Linked DNA regions of Gossypium hirsutum: region 2 is linked to region 1. The links are chromatin contacts, called in public Hi-C maps. All regions are on one chromosome and are shown on one strand. Each heading gives the region's core, a stretch centred on a gene start, on an enhancer-like site or on the middle of the called end of the contact. The rest is flanking DNA. Distances are from core to core; before and after follow the strand shown.

Region 1 (5,887 bases), core at 1,502-4,001:
TAAATTAAAAATACTTTTTAATACTTTTTAAAACTTTATATAATTTTAAAAAGCATCCAAAATGAATTTGGAGATATGATTATCTAGATTCTTAATTGTTTAGGACAATTTTATGTCCAGATTCATTCTGAAATTAAATTTTGAAATAAATTTTAATAATTTTATTTACCATTTTTATAAATTTTAATATTGTTTTACAAATTTATATTTTAAAAATATTAAATCTTTTTAAAATATAATTTTTTAAGTAATAAACTTGGACAACTGTTTGTCTATGTTCCTTCTGGATATATAAAATTTAAAATAACTTTTTATTTTTATAAAATTTTTGAATTTTTTATTTTTTTTACTGACATGACAATTAATACGGTAGTACCACACCAACAATTGTAGCTGATGTGGACCACATCAGTGTTGTTAACGACCCATCAATAACGTAATAATGAAAGACGAAAAACTTAATTATTACATTTTAAAATTTTAATTAAGTACTAAAGGCTTATTTGATTTTTTTGCCAAAATTTGATAACCCTTTTCAGCGAAATAAAAAGAAAATACAGACTGAAAAAACTAACCACAGGTTTAGTCTAAACAATCAACAGTGTTAGATGATTGGAATTTACATGGCACAACTTGAACACACGAGGCTAAGACGTGAAGCCAGGGCGGCATTGTTATCAAACGGATCCATTTTTTATGAGTATTAATATATATTAATATTGGTCTATTTTGATATATTCTTTAGATTTATTTTTATTTTTTAAAAGTATTTGATTTATGGATATAAAAAATATTTATAAATATCAAATAAATTTCAAATATAAAATATTTATCAAAAATAAAATTTTAGTTGAATAAGTAAAAGAAAAGATTTTAAAAATATTATGTTCAAATGTAAATTTTAAAATAAAAAAATACTCACCCATTATACAACATATTCTTTAATAAATTTCAGAATTGCAATTCATCATTAAACAAACTCAAAATAAACAAGTGAAAGTATTATTTCATAAATTAAACCCTAATACATATAAAAAACTCAAAATAAATAATAAAAAACTTAAATTTAAATTTATAATTATAATTATATATTTTCCTCAAGAAACTATTTTCCCCTCTTACCCAATTCACTTATCTGATACTGTCCTATGAACAGTTTTGGTCATGGGTCATTATCTTTGTAAGGTTTTCGACCAACCTAGATTCCTTCCCTATGGTATCTACATGATAACTTTGTTTGTTTTATTCCTCGATTATGCATGAACAAAAGCAAATGAAGGATGAGTGAATTTATAGCTAAAACCAATCTTAAAGGCAGCTGCCAAGATGATTAGCCATTTGTAACATGGTACAGACTCATATTGAGGAATGCTATTTCATTCATCAAGGTTCTTACAGCTTTCTTTGTCGAATCCTGCCATAATTTTCCACCATTCTAATCTGGGTCCTGGGCAATTAGCTATCTTCCAAAACATAGAGCTGTCCGTAACACCCAAAACCAAAATGAAGGTCATAAATCTCGGAGATTAGCTGACTTAATTTCAAGTAATGTAATAAACTTTTACATGTATTAGAAATATTTCATGTTTTTTCTCCCTGCTATTCAAACTTATCCAGTAACATGATGTTGGACAAAATTTTAGTGTTAAATCTGTTTGAAAATGTGGACTTGAAGACAAAATATTTCCATGGATCCTAAAAATTTTCTTTTACTGCTAGATTTTGGTCTAAATCAAAGAAATATTGCTCTTATTTTCTTGAAACCCAAACACTATATGTTGTCACATTAGTACCCAACCAACCAAGCATGATGAAGACTAGTCACATGATTAATTATTTCTTTCCTTACTCACCCAATCACCTTCTTTTTATGCTTAATTTCTCAGCGAACTCATATAAAAATTAACTTGGAAAAAAAGATGTCCCATGTCAGAGTTTTATCAAACAGTAAACTTTTGTCAGTATGCTAATACCAGTTTGTAAGTTGGATTAGAAGTTTCTTTGCAAAAGTAACCCATAAAACAAGGAAAGTCCAACCAGATCTCTTAACTCTTTGGAACAAGAAAAAAACCCACAAAGAAAATGTACAACCATTTGTAGCTAAAATCTTTGAAAACAATGAGTAGAGGAGATTCCATGATGGATCACTTGAAGCTAAGAGAGTGGTTAGGGAAAATATGTCATGTTGTATAGGGCATTTTGATTTAGAATCCCTTACTGGATGTAATTTCATTGTTTGTTTTTTCCAGGTCCTCTTCTGTTTACCTTTCATCTCCTTGTTTGTTTTCTTTTACATTGTTTTCCATTGTTTAAATTTTCCTCTATGGATTCAATGCAATGATCCAACTTAACATATACTTGCTACTTAATATTTAAACCTATTGACCTTGCTTATTACTTTAAACAATTCAACATTTAATGGCATTAATGCAAAAGGGGGGGGGGCCCTTCCTGCAGAAACTACAGAAAGAACCTGGCCATGTAGATACCTTCAAACAAATAAATTTGGTTTGGTTTTTTTTTTTTTACTCTGCTTGAAAAGTTCTGATTTTTTTTTCTTTTATGGGAATTGTTACCCAAACCAAACCCAACGCCAAAGTTGAAAACAATATATGCAAGTTACAAAAGTCATTAAAGAAAAAGGGCACAGCATCGGTTCCAGTTCTTTTTGCCTTGGCTCTTTTCTCTTGGCCTCTTCCTCCTCCCCTTTCGATTCTCTCTCTCTCTCTCTCTCTCTCTCTCTCTCTCTCTCGTTAACCCCAAATCTTTACTCCCTCTAATTCATCCATGCTGTAAATAAAATTTTAATAAGATTTCATGTTTTCTCGTCGTTGATAATAAATTTAATATATCCACAACCAATACAAATACAGTGCAGTAAAGGATTCTAATTTAAATATTTGTTCAACGTGCAACTCATATTCTAGTATAAATTCTACCAACTCTTACCAAATTCTATATGTACAGAAATGAAAATTGAAAAAGAAAATCTTAAGTTGTGTCAAAAACCCAGAAAGAAAAACAGAAAAATCTCTCTTGTTTGTCTTTAAGTCTGTCTCTATGTCTCTTTCCCAAATACAAACACAATCTTTTTTCTTTTCCCTCTGAAGTCAAATCCCTTCAACTTTACGTTACACCTATAGCAGTGATAGCATTTCTCCTCCATATTAACCCATCATTATTTTTCCTTTGCCCCTCAACTTCTCAACGCTATCTCTTTCTTTTCTTATCTTTAACAATGGTGCAAACCCACCACTGTGAAGACCACGAGACAGTCGGAGAGAACAAGGAAAAAAGACCCAAGTTCTTTATCAATGACCACGTAGACATCCTCATAGAAATCCTCAAACGCCTCGACGGCCGTTCCCTTTGCGTCGCCGCCAGCGTCTGCCGTCTCTGGTGCACCATTGCTCGCAATGACTCCCTCTGGGAAAACCTCTGCTTCCGCCACGTGTCTCCTCCACCTTCCAGCGTCCGTTCCGTGGTTCTTGCCCTGGGCGGCTACAAACGCCTCTACACGGGTTGCGTGAGACCGGTGCGGAGCCGACTTGGACGAATGAGGAAAGCCTCCTGGGCTGGCGACGAGGTCCAGCTCTCGTTGTCTTTGTTTTGCGTTGATTATTACGAAAGGCTTGGTGGAAGTAATAGCAACGGGAGGCTCGTCGGGGAATCGTCACCATCGTCGCTAATGTTCCTTTGCAAGCCTGTTAACGTTTGATTTTTCATCGCCTTATCTTACTTTTGTTTTCAATTTATTATACCTTGAAAGTGAAAACTATCATAAAATTCTTTATACTTTTTTTTTTTTTGGTTATAATTAATTATCTATGAATTGTTACTAGATTTGTCACTAGTGAAAATTCAATAAGTTCCTTTTTGCTATCGGGTTTTTTTCCTCTTCTTTTTTTTTTCTTTTCTATTATGGTTATATTACCTAAAAAATGTAATTTTAATTTTATAAATCATTAAAAATAAATATAATTATTATAGTTTAAGGAATAATATCACTTTTGCTACCTATATTTTTATAAATGTTCAATGTATTACATGTTCTTTGAAAACATCTAATGTGGTGTCTGAACCATCAATTTGTATATTATTTGGTACATCTAATGTGGTACTTATACTTTAAAAATGTTCAATGTGGCATATGAACTATAAATTTGTGTATTATTAAGGTATCCGATGTTAACATCCTTAATAGTTGCTAAATCAACCAATAAAAATTTGACACCTGATTTTTTTTCTTCAAATCATCAATATAACATTATGTGAAAAGTTAAATAAAACAAGAAATTTGAAATAGAATTAAAATAAAAACAAATAATTAAATCTAAACAACATAAATTAAAAACCAATTTCATTGCTTGAGATTTTTCTCAAGAAGATTTGAAGAGCAAAGTGGTAATAGGTTTGGGCATGTAATTTTTAAATCAAAATTTCTCCTATTTTTATTAAAATCCTAAATTTAAAAAAATTGAAATATATAGAAGCTAAAATTTCCCAAAAACTATGTCTCTTGCTTGACTTATTGAGCTTAAACGGGGTTGAATAACTTGATTTCATCTACCATGACATTCTCAAAATTTTGCTTCTAAACTGTTGAATTTTAATTGGTTGGATTAGCATTCATTAATGGTGTTAATTTCAGGTATCATAATAATATATAAATTAATAGTTTGGATGCCACATTGAACAATTTCAAAGTATAAATACCAAATGTGATATTGTTTTTTTAATAAATGATAGGTAGACTTATAATTTATGAATAAAATATAAACCCCTTATAGTATAATATGTCTATTTTTTTAACTAAGTTGAAATAAAATAAAATAAAATATTACTAGATTATGACGCCCTTGATAAAATAAACATTTATATAATTAATATGGAAATTGAAATAGAAAAATTAATATAATAAAATATTTTATATTTTGAATTTAAATATCATGATTGTATTTTCTAAATTTATTAAAATATAAAAATACATAAATATTCTCAATTTAATATTTATTTTTATAAAAGAACTAAACTTTTAAATAATTTTACATATTATTATAAAAATATATAGATATAGATATTTGGTACGAATTATATATTATTAGGAAAAAAAATAATGCCTTACTCGTGCATCGAATGCTAACTTATAAAATAAAATAATATTTTTAAGCATTTGGGTTTGATAGGGAAGGTTGAGAGGATGACATCAATGTAACTTGGAATTTCTTAGCTACATAAAAAAAAATTGGTGTCTTTTTCTCGGGAAAAGATACGAGGTATGAACGCTAACCGTGACCCTTGCCTCAACTTGCTATCCCTTTTTCCTGACGATGAAGAGTTTAAAATAATTAACTATAAAAACAAAGGAAATTTTTTCCTTAATATAAAACTCGAATCTGTTATTTCATTTTGGGATAATATTAAGTAAATGATAATTAGATAAACAAAAGTTGACCAAAGAAGAATAAATATGGCCACTATGGGCCTGTAATTCTGATTGTGGCTACTCAAAACCTTCTCATTTCTTTTTCTAGGTAAAACCACATCTATAACACTCTATAAAAGTTGTCCCTAGTGAATGAGATGCTTGGATTGAGATAATTAAAAGGGTGATTAATTGACAACAAAGCAATAGTTTTATTAAAACTTTAAAACTGTAAACGAACGTGGAAGATGGTCTAAAAAGGAATTAATAAATATATTTCAACTTAATTATGTTTTTCATGTCTTTAAAGGATTAACTTATGTTGTTAGGATATTTGTTAAAATAATAAACACTTCACCTGATTTTTATTAGAGTAATTTTGTTTGAAATATGGTTTTTAAAGGACGAACAAGTTAATTTCATTGTATCATTCGAGCCATTCTATCCAACCTATTATGAATT
Region 2 (5,887 bases), core at 1,419-3,918, 130 kb before region 1:
TATAACTGTACTTGACCTATCAAATAATAGCTTCAGTGGCATGCTTCCACCATGTTTTGGGAATCTAAGCAAATCTCTTTCAATTCTAAATTTTCAAAAACGACGACTTTCTTGGCCCGATTCCTCAAGCATGTGAAAAAGGAAGCCAATTAAGGGTGATTGAGCTTAGCCAAAATCTATTGAATGGATAAATCACGTTTCTTAAGTTGGGAAATAATCAAATAGAGGATACGTTTCCCTTCTGGTTGGGCAGGCTTGGCTTCAAGAGTTGAAAGTTGTCATCAACGGCACAATGGATTTCATGGTGCAATGGGAAGTCCAAAATCCAATGAGTTTCCCGAACTACGAAACATTGATCTCTCATTCAATGAATTTGTAGGTCGTTTGGCATCTCTTCATTTCCAAAGATGGAACGCCATGCAAGTTGTTGACGTTGGCAAGTTAAATTACTTGCAAGCAAACATCAGTTTTGAAGTTCCACAAAGAAATTGGAATTTTAACTCTTCATATGCAATGACAATGACAATGGCAGGCGTGAAAACAAAATACGATAAGATTCAAGAATGCTTGGTTGCCATTGATCTCTCGAGAAATAAATTTGATGGTTCAATTCTTCAATCTTTCCAACAACTTACTTTCAGGTCCACTTCCATCATTATTGGCGAATCTCATGGAACTTCAAGCTTTAGACCTTTCTCATAGCAAGCTCTATGGAGAGATTCATGAAATAACATAAGTTGATGGTGGTGAAGATTCATGGTTTGAATTTGGGTGGAAAGGAATCATGTTGGGATATGGAAGTGGGGTAGTGAATGAATTTGTCTTCTTTCTTTGTTTTTATTCTTTTTCCTTGCTTTTAGCTATGAAATATGATCCCATGTACAAGTAAGCCAACGTGGTTTATGGACGTTTAAATGTATCTATGATACTGCACTCGGCTAAGTATACTTGTTAAGGTTGCAAGAAGTTTGTGGGTTTAAATGCAATTAAACATTTAATTTATTGACATTATATATATCTATTTAAAACTTTGGAGAAATAGAAAAGTGAGATGCGCGGGTAACATATTTTACCCATGTTCATATTGATTCATCGGTAACATATTTATTTTGTTAAATAATAATTAATTATATTTTAATCAATGTTTATTATACATAATGATGCTAATTGATAAATAATAATCAGTTTCTTTTTCTTTTACATTCAAATTCTCAATTTTACAATTGCAATTATGCATCAATTGATAAATTAATTAGCATATTAAACGGAAAATAAATTGAGAAATAATGAAATAATTTTAATATTTTAATTGATATATAAACTTTATAAGTTTAAATTTATCTAAAAATAAATATTTATTTAAATCAGAAAATTAATTAGATAATTATCCATTTAATTCAACTTATATATTTATTAATATATTATCTGTAAATATTATATAATTTAAATTTAAATTTAAATTTTATCATAAAAAATTTTAAAATTTATTTATCCTATTTGGATATTTTTTGGATAACTTAAGTAAAATTAAACTGTAAGTAACATTTGTATTTAAATTTTTTTATATATTAGCCATTTGATTATAAAAATATTAATTTAATTAAATAATAAAATTAAATATAATAAATTGGATAATTACTATATTTAATAATTAAAATTTATTAAAATTTTAATTAAAAAATCATAATTTTTAAAATCCCTAATTTAAAATCTTTGACTACGTATTTATTTTCTGTTGTTATAAATAGGTGATTGCTAGCAATGGTTTTCATCCTAATATGTAGGTTTCTTAGCATTTAGCTAATCTATTTTTTTACTGCTAATTTTTTTTTTTACAATTTTAAAATTTTTTTTTTGTAATTTTTTAAATGAGAAGGAAAGGAAAGCCCGAGGCACTTACTAGAAGTTGGAAATAAAAGAGTACATGTTTAAATAAGGAAGGAAAAGTGAAAGGGTAACATTAATGTGATTATTAGAGGCAAAGAGAGTTAGAAGTGAACATTGAAAAGTCACCCTAATTAAACCATTGCCATTTATCAAATTCATAGTTGTAGCATAAGGATTTTTGAATAAAATATTTTCAATTATTTATTGGTTTATATTTTTTTTAGCAAATCATATATATATATATTCTATAATAAGATAATTTTAAAATAAGATTTATTGTATTGTATTTATATTAAATTAATTTAGTTATTTCTGATATAGTTTTTTTCGCACATTCTATTGATTTCAAGTTTTTTTTTTTAAATATTATAAGAAGGCATATTGATAAACTATCAATATTAATAAAGAATGCCATATTGTGAAGTCCAAGTCTATTCTCTGTAGCACGTTGTTGTGTTTTGTCATTTTATTCACGTTCTAGTCTACTGTTTTCAATTGAAGTGTGTTCTATTAGTGTCTTATCGAAATGGAAAAGGAACTAGCAAATCTCAATATAGAGGATGGTGAAGAAGAAGCATTGATTTTGCCTACTGATGGGGTCTCTCGAAAATAGATCTATGATTATTGTTTGGTTGGATGTTTTTTAATGCCGAGTGTAATGCACTTTCCAGCAATGAAGAATACGATGAAAAATCTTTGGCATCTATTGGGAGGAGTTCAAATCTCAGATCTGGGTGGGAAACGATATTTGCTCAAAATTTTCCATGAGTTGGACATCGAACGAGTGATCATGGGCGCTCTTTGGACTTGCAATAACCATTTACTGGTTTTTCACCGATTAAAGGAGGAAGAAGATCCAATGGAAGTTCCTCTTGTTTTTTCTGCATTTTGGATCCAAGTTCATGATCTCATTCCCGGATTTTTCTCAGAATCCATGGAAAAATTATTTGGTGACTTTATTAGAGAATTCATTGACTATGATGTGAAATAGTTAAATCGTGGGATGAAGAATTTTCTTCATATCCGGGTCCAAATAGATATTCGTAAACTGCTAAAACGACGAAAAAAATATGATCTTTCGGTCAAATTTTACTTATGTGAATTTTCAATATGAAAGATTAACTCTCTTTTGTTTCCTCTGTGGATGTCCAGGCTACGGAGATAATTTTTGTCCAAAAAGACTTATTCAGGGATTGAAGGAGATGGAAATAGGATAGGACTTAACATTGAGGGCGAACACAAGAAGGGCATCAACAATGAACAATATTTGGCTTCGTGAGGAAGATGATGCTAATTGGGGAACAATGGTGGGGCGTGAAATTCAAGGGATTTGATGAGAGGAGAATCAGGAATGGTAATGAATCCCATCTTGGGATTTAATTTGAAGGGTTACAAGATTCAAGCTGATAATATTAATACGGGTCCTTTTAATCAAATGGATCGTGTCAATATGGAAGATAGCTCGATAGAAAGTGGTGATGCGAAGAAAAGGCCGAGGTTTGAAAATGTGGATTTAGGCGTTATAAGGCACAATTCGGAGCAAATCAATGTTGAACTACAACAAAGATCGGCGGTTGCTAATAGGCAAGCTGTAACGATCTTATAGTCAGGGGTGTCAGAAAGTACATTCCCGGGACTCTGTTCCCGTAAATCAAACTCGTAAAAAGTATTTATGAAGTTAGTTGTGTAGTTAATTAGATTTCGGTTAAGTGAATATGCATGATTTAAAAGTTATTAAATTATAAGGACTAAATCGCGTATAAGGTAGAAGTTGAATTATGATTTTAAAATAGTTAAAGGGACTAAAGAAGCAATTACACCTTTGTTTCTTTAAGTGGACGACATGAATGAGTTACATTATATATTTATATGTTAACTTATTATTTTATATATATTTAAGTTATATAATAAATATATTAGTTAATGTATTAAAACAAAACAATATTTATTCATTCTTTATTTCTATACATGCAAAACTAAAGTTAAAAAAGAGAAAGAAAAGAAGAAGGGTTAATGCACGGCTACAGGGACCTTAAGGTTTAGACTTCAATCGGTTAGTTAATTTAGTTCATTTTCTTGTAATTTTTATGTTTTTGGAATCTTGGTACTTAGGGCTAGCCGTCTCGTGCTATAATTTTTAGTATTACTTAAAATTTTAGATGTTAATATTGTTGAATATTTTAAATGATAGGGATTAAATTGATAGATTTCATTGTATAAAGTGAAAAGGACTAAATAGTGAAGTTAACTCTTGATTTTGAGTTTAGGGACTAAATTGTAAAAAAATAAAATTTAGGGGTTTAATTGAGAATAGGGAGCTAAAATTAACTTAAAGTGAAATTAGTATAAAAATATAGGATTAAATGTGAAGAATAAAAATTAGTCTCGGTTTAGGTACTAAATTTGAATTTAAGAAAATATTGAGTAAAAATTTAAATATTCAATGTGAAATTGAATTCTGTTGTATTTTAATTATTTTAATTTCGTAGCTAAAGTCGTATTAGAATCCTCAACTAAAAAGGGAAAAGATAAAATCGACATTGAATAGCTTGGAATCCTCAGTTTGCATTTCTATAAATCTGAACGTAGTTGTTAATTGTTGTATTTCGATTTAATGCATATGATAAGTGGTTGAGGTGAGAATTTTGGCACTTTGATAGTGAATTGAAATTATAGTTGATTGAAATGGATTGAATTGGTATATACATGATGAATGTATTGATTATTTGAATTGAAATGAATATATGTGTAAATGTGATAATGTGCAAATATGAGAATTGGATATTGGTTGTATTTGAAAAGTGAAATGAAACCCTATTAATTGTATCGGGCTGAGTCAGATACAGATAGCATGCCATAGGATAGGAAGAGTTCAAGGATTTCTTCGACTTCGAGTCGATGAGGCACTGGGTGCCAATTTACTTTAGTTTAACCGATGAGGCATTAGGTGTCAATTTATATAGCGTTGGGCGCAATTATTACTTCAGATTTATCCGATGAGGCACTGGGTGCCAAACTAGTGTTTTGGTTGGATCCGTGTATCCGTTCGAGTTCGATTCGTGTTAATAGGGGTAATTAAATAATAAGTTCTATGATCGATATTGAAATGGAAAATATGTGATTTGAAAATGGAAAAGTGAATTGATATATGAAAGGTGAAATTGTTGTGATCATAAATGAAATATATGAGTAATGTACTCATGGATTGAATATAGTTGGTTTATGCCATTGTGTAAATGAAATGTTGAATGACCCATGAAAATCTATTTTTATAGCAAGTGATGTTAATTGAGTTATATGTTAAACCAATTAATGGAAGAATATTTGTGAAATTGAGCAAATCATGATATAATGTGGTATTATGCATGAAATTGAGATGGTGATAAATTTACAATTGCTTGTTAGATAGTAATGTGTTATACAATTCAAATTGAGCATTCATGTTTCTTTATGTGTTTAAATGTTCGGATTCTAGAATTATCACTGAGTTTTACTCAGCGTACGGTTTTGTTTTTCGTACGCAGGTTAGGTACTTCTCTTTTGATTGTCGACTTAACATCTAACAGCAATTCTGATCTGAAATGTGATGATGTTTACCTTTTGTAATGGTATGTACCTAGGATGTCTTAAATTTATAGTTATTTTGTGAATGATTTGTAATAGAGTGATAAGTATAATGTTGGGTTGAGCATATGTTTGTGTTTGGAGCCATAATTTGGCATGTTGTTTTGAACTAATGCTTGTTAGGTGTATGTGAATTTAAGTTGATGTTTTCGGTAGTTATAAGCTAGGCTAAAATGATTGATTTTGGCATATTTAAAACTTTGATTTGAACTATGCATGGATGAAATGTTTTGATGGTATAACTTGCGGTACCAATGAGGGTATATTGGTTAGGCACCTGGGACGATTGTTTTGAGATGTTTTGAGCATGTTTCATCGTGTTTTAAATAGATTAAATGATTGTTAATTGAGTTGCTTAGTGCCCAAGTCAGTAGAA

The links. Hi-C and Micro-C count contacts between places; a contact is called where the count stands out from the background.
Region 2: a Hi-C map of fibers shows a contact between it and region 1, with 2.1 times the contacts expected there. The contact joins the enhancer-like site here to the promoter of LOC107956791 in region 1. A contact is called at or near these places in 10 of 34 Hi-C or Micro-C datasets (anther, callus, cotyledon and 4 more).

What each region holds. Positions count from the first base shown.
Region 1 is chrD07:52,065,883-52,071,769 of Gossypium_hirsutum_v2.1, reverse strand. It overlaps LOC107956791 (F-box protein SNE), which reads left to right and starts at 2,751. Exons shown (of 1, transcript XM_016892309.2): 1 at 2,751-3,816. The coding sequence starts at 3,239. The coding sequence ends at 3,718.
Region 2 is chrD07:52,191,707-52,197,593 of Gossypium_hirsutum_v2.1, reverse strand. No RefSeq gene overlaps it. Among protein-coding and RNA genes, the nearest start is that of LOC107954944, 44 kb to the left of the region's middle. Within about 2 kb of position 2,668, at least 2 of the 9 cell types and tissues checked have an H3K27ac peak or open chromatin away from gene starts, as enhancers often do. A contact at or near this core is called in fibers, where this site is marked.